Linked DNA regions of Ovis aries: region 2 is linked to region 1. A link is a contact called in public Hi-C data. All regions are on one chromosome and are shown on one strand. Each heading gives the region's core, a stretch centred on a gene start, on an enhancer-like site or on the middle of the called end of the contact. The rest is flanking DNA. Distances are from core to core; before and after follow the strand shown. Region 1 has its middle 30 kb from the start of KRT23. Region 2 holds the start of LOC114117086 (small nucleolar RNA SNORA26).

Region 1 (6,521 bases), core at 3,490-5,989:
GAAGAGCAGAGAGGATGGTAAAAGTCCATGGAACTTTTTAAGTAGATAGCACAGCAATTTAGAAACCAGTGCTGCTGGAATTGTGAACTTTTAATCTTTTTATTCATCATGTCATTTAATCCATATTTTAAAAGAAAGAAGCCACAGTATAAAATAACAGGCATTGACTGGCCTGAAATATCCCAGGAAAATCTGGTTTGAGATTTTTCTGGGAGTTGATCCAAGAACATTTTTCTTTTTGCCTTTTGATCTGTTGAAAGATAAACAAGATACTTGGATGCCTTGAAGACATAGATGCCAGTATGGAAATAATCCCTGACAAGTTGTCTTGCAAAGGGAGCCAGCACTTACAACAGGGGATAATTGTAAAGGCAGGAACTGGAAAAAAATATTTTTCTGCTGCTTAACTTCAAACCCATTTTTGTACTTGTTTTGTAAATGGATTTTGTCTCCTACAAGCCTGAGTGGGTTTGAGGGGAAGTGAGGTAGAACAGTTGCTGCCTGCAGCTCTAATTCCTCTTCCCCTCCTCCTAACTCTCCACCCTCTCCCAACTCCACTTCTGCTAGCTGAAGGTTACTTGCCCTGTCTGTGCCCTCAAAGAAACACTTAGCTGAGCATGTGCGTGCGAGCTAAGTCGCCTCATTCGTGGTCGACTCTTTTCGACCCTATGGACGGTAGCCCACCAGGCTCCGCTGTCCATGGGATTCTCCAGGCAGGGATACTGGAGTGGGTTGCCATGCCCTCCTGCAGGGGATCTTCCCAACCCAGAGACCAAACCTGCATCTCTTGTGGCTCCTGCATTGTAGGCAAATTCTTTGCCACTGAGCTGACTGCAGAGGAGCGGAAATGAGAAGAGACCAAGAGAAGGAGAACCTGTGGAGGTGCTTTTTATATTGAGATGATTTTATATAAGTATATAAATGTCAGAGGTTACTTGCAGGCACCGAAACAAAGCTTGGGTGGGGGCAGGCAGGATGCAGATATCTGTGGGCCTCAAGTCTCCCCTGCTCTGGGACCCAGACAAGCACAGCGGTGCCTTCCAGACATCATTCGGATCCTTTCAGTGTACCAGAGACCACCTAGAAGGGGTATTTCTAAAGGGCTATGGGAATAGGCCCTGAATTCTCCCCCATGCATGTTCCTGGTGGGGGAGGTGAGGCAGATCTGATTCCAAGCACTACCAGGAAGATCCTGGAGAGTATTTGTGCATCAAAGCCTCGAACTCCCAGCCCTGAACTCCACTGTTCCCCCACTTCACGTGTTTCTGTTTCCCTCTCACCCAGCCTTTGAGTGTCTTGATACCTAAAGTGTCTCAAGCTGTGGTTTTAACTCTATGCCTGCTGTAAAAATGACCCTGATGCTGGGGAAAATTGAAGGCAAAAGGAGAAGAGGGCGGCAGAGGATGAGATGGTTGGATAGCGGCTCTGATCAATAGACATGAACGTGGGCAAACTCCAGGAGATGGTGAGGGACAGAGAGACATGGAGCGCAGCAGTCCATGGGGTCGCAAAGAGTGAGACACGACTTAGCAACTGGAAAACAACAACAAATGCTGTAAAAGTGGTTAGCAGGCCTGTGCTTGTCCCTGGGGGCTTATTTCCTCCTTCCGGTTCCTGTGACTGGGGGAGGGACATCTGCTATTAGAAGGTAGCCCCACTGTGGCCTCAGTCAGAACCTGATCCTGGTCACCCTACCCTCTGGTTGGCCCAGGGACAGTGTGGCTGGGGTGGAAGACAGCAGACTTGAGTGCTGTCACCTCCTCCCTTGGGTCATATTGGCCTCAGGTGCGTCTACATGAGAGGTAGGGGTAGAGGAGGAAGATAGACGATAATTTGTCTCCTGTAGAGAGGTCTCTTCTAGAAACTTCTAACCACCTAACGTGGTAGAGGGAAGAAGAAAGGACAGAGTGAGAAATGGAATCACCCACATCCCCACAATAAGGTCTCTTGCCAGTGTTCCAGCCCTTTGTACATGTGGGAATGATTAAAGATGCTACCTCCTTCCCCAGAGCTGCTCATCCAACCCTTAGCGCTGTAGCAAATGAGGTTCATAAGCTTTTAGCTGACTATTGTCTTTGTGTGTATGTTAAATCTTTCTCTGGAGAACAAAAAGGTCAATAAATTTAGATTTTCCATGGCTTCCCCAAATGCCTGGATGAATGTTTTCTTGGAATGCCCTAATTTGGTCTATCAGTTGATTATTATTTTCAGAGGACATTAATGACAACTCAGGCGTGATGTCTACAAAGCCTCACATTAAGGCAGCTTGCATGGCAAACCTGCCATTCAGGTAATGATGGCTGCCCTCTGGAAAAATAGGCTGGGGCCTGGTGGGGGGAAGTCACATGGTAATACCTGGATGCTTGGGAAGGGTGTGAGGCCAACTGTAGGACTTGACTTGGTGGAACTGGGCAGAAGGGTCAGGGATGGCTTTATGAAGTTTTTGTTGAGTGTGGGAGAAAATTCCAAGAGGGTGGAAAAAGCTTTACTGAAGAGACTTGTTTTCTTTTTGTCTCTTAGCTTAAATCAATTTCCTTATCATGAAACCGGCAAAGGTAGTAATTATAATGACTACCTACCATGATTATGGGTACCAGGAACGGCAGTTGGGCAAAAGGACTGTTTTGTATATTTTAACTTGCTTCTCTGAAGTTCTGACTTCACTAACTTCCTTGTTTTGTCTTCCTAATGGGGATTGGCTCCATAGTAGTCACATGTTAGGAACGTCATACATATTTCTTGATTGGTTCTTATTCCAATTCACGTGTGAGTTCTTGAAAACAGAGACAAAAACATCAATAACAATGAAAGCAACCAATCCAAGCTGGGTTAGTTTAGTGTGGAACAGGACATCATTTCACAGAGTTGTTGGTTTCCTTAAAACTTCAGACATCATTTAGTTCTCTGAATAAAAAAATGGTCCTTGCAGATTATTTAGGAAGAATGTTGTAAGTGGATATTTGTATGTAAATAGTGGCGTACTTGTTATTGCCATATGTGCTATGCAATAGACAATATTGACAAGGCATTTTGCATCCTCATCAATGATTCTGGATAGTGGTGAACCTTCCGGGTCTTGTGATAATACATGGACGCCAGAAATAGTCTGGGACAAGGTGATGGGTCTCCTTAAGCTTCCAGACTGTTCTGTTCTCTACTCTTGACTAGAACCAAGAGACACCTTCTTTCAAGCCCTCCCTTAGTGCTCCTGTAAGCTTTCCTCACTTTGAAAAGACGATGCTAATGGGATTCTGGTGTGCTGCCTTTCCTGCATGACATCTATGGAGACAGCTTAGAGATAAGACTTTCAGTCTAGCGGATAGACTGACGTGGATTGAATGCATATCTATAATCCAGGTGCGGTTGGTAAATCAGCAGCCTCAGCATCATCTGGGAGCTTGTGAAAATGCAGAATCTTAGGCCCTAACCCAGACCTACTAGAAACCCAGATCTGCATTTGTAATAAGAATCCCATGTTATAGGTATGAATATTAAGATTTAAGAGGCACTGAGATATATATATATATATATATATATATATATATATATATAGTTATATGTGTTATATATATATATAAAACTTGGGATTAGATATTGACTCCCAAACTACTACTTCCTAGAGTGTTGGAAATCCTTACAGCATATTTTTGTGATGGGGGGACTCTGGATACAATATTTTTAACAGATGACTCTTGAACATGTTCTGACTATGGCCCGGCCATCATGACCATCTTCTCTTTATCCTTCTCTTTTTTTCTCATTCTCTGAAAATATGGGGAGAGATATTTTTGGTAGAAAGTAGGAGTGAGCATAAGGTCAGACTAAGGGGTGAGGTCCTCTGGTTTTGGAACTTGCTAAGCTCCTCTCTGGTGTTGACTAGTAGGGTTTTAGGCAAGTTAAGAGAATACCTCTAGGGCACAGAGGAGCGAATGCTTCAAGATTTGGGTAATAGGAAGGGAGTTCTCAGGTCAAAAACTCTGTTCCTGCCTAGTCCTGGGTATTTCCAGCTCTTGTGTATTATTTTAGTACCATGCCCATTCAGATTTCTTATCCCTGCACCTTCACCTTAGATAGAAACCATCAGCAAGAGTTCATCAAAGCATGTTGCCTCTGTCTAGGTTTTCCATAGCTCTTTAACAACAATTTTTGACTTTGTGCAACACAGTAGAAAGAATCTTGGGTACAAATGTTGGTGTCATCATTTTTAGCTATGTGACCACAGGTCAATTAGTTCACTCCATTTGAGTCCCAGTTTCCTCAACTCTAAAATGAGGATAATCAAACCTTACAGGGTTGTGATAAGCGTTAAATGAGGCTATGGGTGCAGAACTCAGTCAAGAAGAGTTGTTACTGTTAAAAGTTTTTTAAAATATATGTGTGTATGTATGTCACATATATGAGTGTTGGGCATGCATCCGTTAAAAATTAGCATAAAGTGACTTATAGTTTTTAATCTTGGTGGCTCAGTGGTGAAGAATCTGCCTGCCAGTGCAGGATTTCAATCCCTGGGTCAGAAAGATTCCCCTGGAGGAGGAAATGGCAACCGATTCCCGTATTTTTGCCTGGAAAATCCCATGGACAGAGGAACCTGGCAGGTACAGTCTATGGAGTCACAAAAGAGTTGGCTACAACTTAGTGACTAAGTTTTTTAGATGGCTCCTAATTTAAATTTCAAAGAGACCTTATGGTGAGCAGGACAGTCCATGTACTGGTGTGACTAACACATACACACATACGAACTTCTTTGGTAAAAACTGTGAGTATGGTTAGGTCATCAGATTCTGAAGTATGTCAGAGACAGTCTTCTTTTCCTTTTTTGCATGACCTCACTGCAAATATATTTTAGAAACCCTCTAATCCTCTTCAGGAAGATGGTGACAGGTAGATGTTGTAATAGAATAAATGAGATGCAGAGTGAGTCACACACAGGAATGATCCCAGGCATCTAGGAAGTTGGAAAACCAATGTTGTTATGATACACAAATAACCAACAAAACACTTCAGGGTACCTATCTATCTATCCAACCAAAAATCTTAAAAGTATTTGTGGATTAAAGGCCATGTACGAGTATAGTATTTAATGTTCAGCACTGTGGAAAAAAAAAAACATGCCTAGAATGAATGGACAATAGTCTAGGGTCTTAATGACTTAAAAACTTAAACATTATAACAACTTGATGGTTGTGATCATCTTAATCTGTACAGGCCTTAATAGTTTCTTGGTCAAGGAGGACTTTGCTTACCTACACTGAAAACAGATCACCTTTCAGTGAAACTCTTGATCTATGTCATACCTACCAAGTATTTAGAGAGAAGTTGTTAATGTGCCTGGAATGAGGAACGTAAACACAGAGTTGAAAGGAACTGAAACTCAAAGATATGATGGAAAAGAATTTACTTGGGCATTCTCACATGCTCTTTTCCGGGTTGGACTTACACTGCTTGGTCCCCCATTTGTGAAGAGACACAGAGGGAAGCTGTGAAGATACTGGAGCATTGGCTTTACTCTGTCCCATCTTTGAAGAGTGAAGACTTTGGCTTTTTTTTTGAAAGCTCTGGTGCTTCACCTATGGTTACTGGACCAGGACTTCTGTAGAGATCCAGTTCAATGTTAAAATGATTACAAAGCTTGGTAGAAAGTTGGATGGGATGCTAATAGACTAGTTTCATTTATTTATTTGTATTAGACTTTTTGTTGTGTATTGAATTTCAGGTAGACAGAACAGGGACTCAGCCATACGTGTACACGTATCCATTCTTCCCCAAACTCCCCTTCCATCCAGGCTGCCACATAACATCGCTAATGGACTAGCTTTAAGTCAGCTATTGTCACTGAGCAAATAATAGACTCTTCTATTTTAAATACTTTGTTTTGTTTATCCACTGCTGCATGAAAAACTACCCCAACATATACTGGCTTTAAACAACAGCTGTTCTATCTTTCCATAATTCCATGGGTCCCAATTTCAGATATAGCATACTAAAATGGCTTGTCTTTGCTGTATGGTATCTGGGACCTCAGCTGGGTTGGCGTGAATGGCTAAGAACTAGCTGGAATGGCTTGATCTGAGTTATAGGTCTGGAGCTTCAGTTATGGCTGTTGATTGGTTTCTTCAGTTTTCCTTCGTGTGGCCTCTCCAGGAGGCTAGCTTAGACTTATTCAGTGTGATAGTTTTAGGGTAAATGAACTTTTTACATGGTAGGTGGCTTCTTAGAAAGAGCAGTCCAAGGGGTAAGGCTAATGTGTAAGCATTTATCAAACCTCTGCTTCATCATGCTTGCTGATGTTCCATTGGTCAAATCAAGTCATGGCCCAGGACAAAGTAAATATGGGAGAAATTACAGAAAGGCATGAGTCCCAGGGCAGGGGGTATGTGGGGTAGGGTGATGGTGGTGGTAGTATGGATTCCTTGGGGCCACCAGTATCTACTGCATAATCAGAAATTAGTATCCATTTTCTAAAGTGAAAGGCTAGATAGGTGTATATGTAACCATAATACAATGTTGCTTGATGTCCATAA
Region 2 (6,581 bases), core at 815-3,314, 770 kb after region 1:
ACTCGCAGGCACTCATTCTGATCCAAAGAGGGTCAGTGCTTAATGCCAGACCTGCTCCCAGGATGTGCCTCAGCCAGGAGCTAGGCGTGGGTCTGCAGCCCAAGGCCTCCACAGCATCCTGGCCCTGTGTCCCATCCACTGCTCCAGATTCCAGCCTGCTCCAACCCCACCTACCACTGCCCCCCACTCCTCCACCTGCAAGAAGACGAAAGGCACCAGAGACAAAGTAACCACGAGCAAGTAATATGCAAATGAACGAGACTCCCTGTATCTCCCCGGACAGTGGCCAGCGGGAGTGAGAGCCAGACCTCCAAGCTCCAAGTGGACAGACCAACCCCTCCCACTGACTCAGTCTTCCCACTAGCGCCTGGGATACACAAGCCCCACCCCCAAACCTTTACCCCAAAGCTCTAGTCTCCTGCGCTTCCTTCACCTACTAACTCGACTCTGAGTCATGGGGGCCTGCAGTATGGTGGCCCTGAGGTGGGCTCAGCCCCTGCCTTCCAGGACACAAACACAACCAAGAGCTGGCCTCAGGATGGCGATTCTCAGCCTTGAAATCACCTGGAGACTGGGGAACTCAGCAGTTCTGGGTGTGGTCCGAGACTCTGCGTTTCTGGCCAGCTCCCAGGGGATGCTGAAGCTCCTGATCCCAAGATACACTGCAAATAGCCAGTAGTATAGAAGTGTGTACCATGATGCCCCCAGGAACACAAAGGGGGCTCGGAGAAACGCAGGCAGGAGAGCAGTTAGGAAGCAGCAGGCCAGGATCAAATCTCAGTCCTGACCTGACTCTCGGTGAGCATGTGTCTCCCCATCCCAGAGCTCACAGTCCTGAGCCAAAAGGTGCCCACGCATAACAATTGACGGGACTTGCCTGGTGGTCCAGTGGTTAAGACTCCACACTTCCAATGCAGGGGACCAGGTTCGATTCCTCGTCAGGGAACTAAAAGCCCATATACAGCAACTAGAGAAGCCGTGTGCCCCCAGGAAAAGCCCACTCAGTGCAACGAGGTCTAATAAATAGAACAACTACCACCACCCCACCAGGTTCCCGAGGCTTCAGTGAGACAGGACTTGTCCCTGAAGCCTGGCCCATTGCAAGCCCTTCATACCTGGAGACATTAAAAACATATCCAAGGTTGACTAGGAAAGTGTCCAGGAAAGCTTTTGGGGGTGCAGGAAATATTCTCTATCTTGATTGGGTGGTGGCCCCTTGGGTAAATGCATTTATCAAAACTCATCAACTCTGCACTTAAGATGGGTGAATACTTCATTCCCTCAATTAAAGTTGAATTTTTACAGAGAGCAATGAGATTGGGCCTTGTAAGGTGATAAAGACAAAGATTTCATTAGGAGGAGGCAACTGCCCAGGTAGAGGCATGGAAGTGGGAAAAATGCAGCCACGGCCACAGGGAGGAGGGGAGGAGAGGGATCCCCTTAACTGACCACTTCTGCAAGGGGTTTAGGAGACCCAGGGCCAAAACTGGGAGGAGAATGTCCTGCCAAGTCCTCCAAGAGCTACTGAGCACCTACTGTATGCCAGGCACTGGTTTGGGACTTTACCTAGATCAGGGGTCACCCTCCCCAAGAGCTAAGAATGGCTTTTTACATTTTTTAGACTTTTTTTTTTTCAATAAAAGAACAACATATGAAAATTGGATGAAATTCAAAATTTAATGTCCACAAGTATTTATTGGAACACAGCCACACCCATGTGTTCAAGGGTTATTTCACACCTGGAGACCAGAATTGAGTAATTATGGAAGAGATCATCAGATGGCCAGTAAAACCTAGAAAAGGTTTGCTTCTTAATCCTGTAAGATAGAGGTTAAGACTGCACTATACGAAAGAGAAAAAATGAAGGTGCCACACAGCCCTCCTCCTTTGCTAAGGTTCTGACCTACGCCATCTCCAGGCAGGGCTGACCCCGCCTCCCTAGTCCTGCTTAGTAAACCCGACCCTCCGCATCCGAGCACCCAGTAGAGCGTCAGCGCCCCTGCCGGCGATCGGGGATTGGACCGAGCAAGTTGAGCCCCGACTCTTGCCGTCTACCGCCACCTGCTGGCCGTCTTTGGACGTGCATACAAGGGGTGGAGTCCGAGGGAGGGCGGGGCCGTGCGGACCTGTGTGGCACCGAGCGAGGCCAACCCGCAAACTCTTCCAGGCCGACTGAAGTCTTCAAACTTGTGTCCACTGACAACGTTTCAGGTCGTCCCTGATTATTTGATGGGTGAGAATACAATTGGCAGTGCCCAGCAGGGTGTCCAGATGCTTAAAAACGTTAGGTGTTAATTGTGTCTTTGAGACTCGGGGAGGGGAGGGGCGGGCGTTGGTGAAGGGGGTGCCCTGAGCAAGGAACAAGAGCTGCAGCCAGAGGGTGGCTGGAAGATACTTGAAATATCATCAACTGACCCAAATCTCCTGACCATGCATTGGGCTTTTCGTGCTTCTTTCATTCTTTCTTACCTTCATTCACTCCTCAATTCTTTCAAGAAACCTTTCTTGAGCACTGAAGGAGGCACCCCACTGCACCGAGAACAGGACAGTGTTCTGTCAGGTATATCTGACAGTCCAGCGGGGACGAGTATTACCCGTTAATTTCTGTAAGGCATGCGTGCTAAGTGCTAAAGCCACTTCAGTCATATCTGACTCTTTGCAACCCTATGGCTGTAGACCAACAGGCTCCTCTGTCCATGAGATTATCCAGGCAAGAATACTGGGGTGGGTTGCCATTTTCCCCTCCAGGAGATCATCCCAACCCAGGGATTGAACCTGCGTCTCTTGTGTCTCCTGCATTGGCAGGCATATTCTTTACTACTGAGCTACCTGGGAAAGATCAGTAAGGCATGAAGAGGCATATTTAGGGGGAATGGAGAAGCCTAAACCAGCAGAGCAGCACTCAAGGCATTGGGGAGTGCTTGGAACGGCCTGAAGGTGGGCGAGTTAGCCAGACAAGAGGGAGTGTGCGTGTGCAAAGGCCCAGAGGTGTGTGTGCCCAACAAGTTGCTGAAGAAAGGCCAGAAAGGCAGGAACACAGAGAACAGCCGGGAGAGGAGGCAAGACGAGGCTGGAGGGTGAAGGGAACTGTGCCAGGCTGTGTCTGCCAGGGTCTACCGACAGCCCCTGAAAGGCCCACAAAGAGGCAAATCACTTCTGCTCTTCAGGTTCACCCTTCCATGACTGGGCAGTTCTGATTGCTGCAAAGCCCTTCATTCTGGGATGAATCAGCCAGCTGTATGCTCCCCTGCCCACAGGCTCCTGTCCTGCTCAGGCCATGCATAGGCAGAGCCCCCAGAACAGCCTCTCACCCCTTTACACCCTCACTGGCTCTTCCCTGAGGGAGGCAGCCTCGCAAGGTGGGGTGGGGGGAAGGCTCCAGGTGCAAATCCCAGCTCATCCCCTTAAAGGCTGTGTGACTTTGGGCACCTTACGTAACCTCTCTGAACCTCAATTCTCTCCTCTGTGTAAGAGGCATAACCCTGCTCACCTCAGAGTGGGCGCACTTACAGGAATGGAGGCAGGACGTGCTCCCCCTCCCAGGTGCTCCCCCAGCGCCCCAGGCTGACCTGTGACACGGGTGGTAGGTGTTGGTCATCAGGGCACACTCCTTGTTTGCCATTTCACTCCCACTACAGTGCCTGCCACTCAGTGGGTGTGCAATAGTGTGAACTGAATAAATGAGTGAGTGAATGATTACTGATTACAGGCAAACCCACAATTGCCACTTGGGACATAAGCCAGCACAATTACAAATGGTAACAATGCCCACAGCTCCCCAGCTTAGCCAGCAGCACCCTCACTCCCATCACATCCCAGGTGAGGGTTGTGGTGGTTGTTCAGTCACTTAGTCGTGTCCGACTCTTCATGACCCCATGGACTGCAGCATGCCAGGCTTCAAGAGCAGTGGCCCAGAAGACAAGTCCATTAGGAAATCAGTCCTGAATATTCATTGGAAGGACTGATGCTGAAGCTGAAACTCCAATACTTTGGCCACCTGATGTGAAGAACTGACTGATTGGAAAAGACCCAGATGCTGGGAAAGATTGAAGACAGGAGGAGAAGGGGACGACAGAGGATGAGATGGTTGGATGGCATCCCCGACTCGATGGACATAAGTTTGAGCAAGCTCCGGGAGTGGTGATGGACAGGGAAGCCTGGCATGCTGCAGTCCATGGGGTCGCAAACAGTCTGACACAACTGAGCGACTGAACTGAGCCGAACTTCGAAGCTGGAGGAAGTTCAAGGCTGGGCTCCGCGTGCTCGCGGCGCCCTCTGCTGGGCAGACCCGTCGTTGCGTGCCCCGGGAAGAGGTGGAAGGACACGCAGTCTCTACCCGACCCAGCTCTCCCTGAGAATTGCTAGGGGTAATCCCTCCCCTTCACCACCCAACTCCTCTCCCCAGGGAAGCCCCAGGCTGTCCCTGACCCTCTCCAGACATCTTTGCCCTTCGCCTCAGGCAGACCCATTTCAGACATCCCTAAATCTACCCCGTCCTGCCCCTGCTTTCTCAGTTGGTCTCAATGGTCAAATGTTGGAGCGGAAAGGACTCCAATAATAAACAGCAATAGCAAATGGGGTCTTCCCTGGCTGTCCAGCAGTTAAGACTCTGCTTTCCAATGCGGGGCGGGGGGGGGGGGGGGGATCCCTGGTGGGAACTAAGGTCCCACATGCCTTGAGTGCAGCCAAAAGTTAAAAATAAAGCCCCCTCTCTGTTCCAACATCGCCCCTCTTCTGGCACCTTGCCCCTCTTCTGGGCCACACAGAATCCCGGAAAAGCAGAGAGTGTGATGACCGTCAGATGATTAGTGCAATCATCATTTCGCCTTCCGAAAAATTGGGGCAAGGGGACTGGAAGAGAGCCGAAAGTGGAGTCCTCGTGGGCATTTGCCGCGAGCTGGACTTTGTGATCAGTTCGTTTCTAGCACACAGACACTCGCCCGAGGCCGCAGGGCAGAACTAGGACCGAACCTGCCACTCCCTCCCCGGTGCTCCTTCCGTCCGACCAGGGTCTCCCTTGGGAGGGGGCGGTACAGGAAACCCACGCACACCCTCACTATAGGCCTCCCATTGGTGCTCCCACCCCAGAACAGACGCCCCCAGTCCTAGAGAGACGGCTCTCCTCCACACACTTCGAGGGAACCGGTTACTTTTTAGGGCCTTGAGTGCAGGGAAGACCCGGGAACATGGGAGGGGCGGGAGCCTCACCTGTTCTGAAGCCTGGTCTATGCTGCCATCTTGTGTCCACAGCAGGAAGTGCGCCCGATTCGCCGCTCGGAGCAAGTTCCCGAGTTAACACTCGGGTTGAGCGGGAACTGAGCCCTGCGCTCCATCTCCTCCAGACACAGGAAGCAACAAGGTACAGCCCATTCCTTTACAGTTCACTTACAGCTTACAGTCTGGCCTCGTGGCCTCCAAGTGATGTGACCCAAAACTCAACTCAGCACCGAATACTCACCAAGATAGAAGGTCAGCAAAAGTTTCCGAAAGATAGAGAAGCATCAGGAAAGTGATGTTGAAGCTGGGCAGGTAGGGGCTTCCCTGATGGCTCAGCTGGTAAAGAATCCGCCTGCAATGCGGGAGACCCAGGTTCGATCCCTGGGTTAGGAAGATCCCCTGGAGGAGGGCATGGCAAATCACTCCAGTATTCTTGCCTGGAGAATCCCCATGGACAGAGGAGCCTGGCGGGCCACGGTCCATGGGGTCACAGAGTCAGACACGACTGAGCAACTAAGCACAGCACAGCACAGGGACTTCCCTGGCGGCTCAGTGGTAAAGATCCGCCTGCCAGTGCAGGAGCCATGGGTTCCATCCCTGGTGGAGGCAGATCCCACGGGCCACAAGGACTGAGCCTGTGCTCTCGAACCTGGGAGCCTCAACTACTGAGCCCATGTGCCAAGTCACTGAAATTTGCGCACCTTAGAGCCGCTGCAATGGGAAACCTACAAACCACAATTGGAGAGTGGACCCCGCCCACCGCAGCCAGAGAAAGCCCACGAAGCAATGAAGACCCAGTATAGCCAACAAAAAATTATAAGCAAGAAACCTCTCTGAATTTAGAAAAAAAAAAAAAAAAAAGAGAGAGAGAGAGAGAGAGGTGGGGTGGGCAGGTAGAACTGGAGGCAAGTGAAGATGAAAGAAGGCCCTCCACACCCTTTTCCTGTGCCCTTTTAATGTTGACGCAGTGTCTTAGGAGGCTAACACAGAAGGGTAAAGACAGTCTCCATAAAATCCAGAGAATAGACCGTGGAACTCCTCTTTGGATCCCGGCTGGAGTCACAGCTGAAGGGGAAAAAAAAAGAAGAAGTAGGCACTCCAGATAGAGGGACTAGCCTGAGCAAAGGCAGGAGTCAGGAAAGCATCGTTTCGAAGGAATCCGGTTTGTCCCAAGACTAGATCAGGTGTAAGGCATTAATGGCAAGATCATTTGGGAGCCTAATGGGCAAGGCTGAGTTTGTACTTAAAACTTTACGCAGGGGTCTTCAAGCAAGGGCAAGCTCCAGCAGCTATGTCTCCAGGAAAAAGCAGTATAACTGCAGAGGAGGGGAGTGAACAGGACGACTGAAAACGGCTGAAGGACA

What was found. Hi-C and Micro-C count contacts between places; a contact is called where the count stands out from the background.
Region 2: a contact with region 1 is called in a Hi-C map of blood, with 10 times the contacts expected there. The contact joins two enhancer-like sites. A contact is called at or near these places in 10 of 16 Hi-C or Micro-C datasets (blood, hypothalamus, liver and 5 more).

Annotation. Positions count from the first base shown.
Region 1 is chr11:40,844,927-40,851,447 of ARS-UI_Ramb_v3.0, forward strand. No RefSeq gene overlaps it. Among named protein-coding and RNA genes, the nearest start is that of KRT23, 30 kb to the right of the region's middle. Within about 2 kb of position 4,740, at least 6 of the 54 cell types and tissues checked have an H3K27ac peak or open chromatin away from gene starts, as enhancers often do.
Region 2 is chr11:41,613,902-41,620,482 of ARS-UI_Ramb_v3.0, forward strand. It overlaps LOC114117086 (small nucleolar RNA SNORA26), which reads left to right and starts at 6,163; the gene lies at 6,163-6,284. Within about 2 kb of position 2,065, at least 13 of the 54 cell types and tissues checked have an H3K27ac peak or open chromatin away from gene starts, as enhancers often do.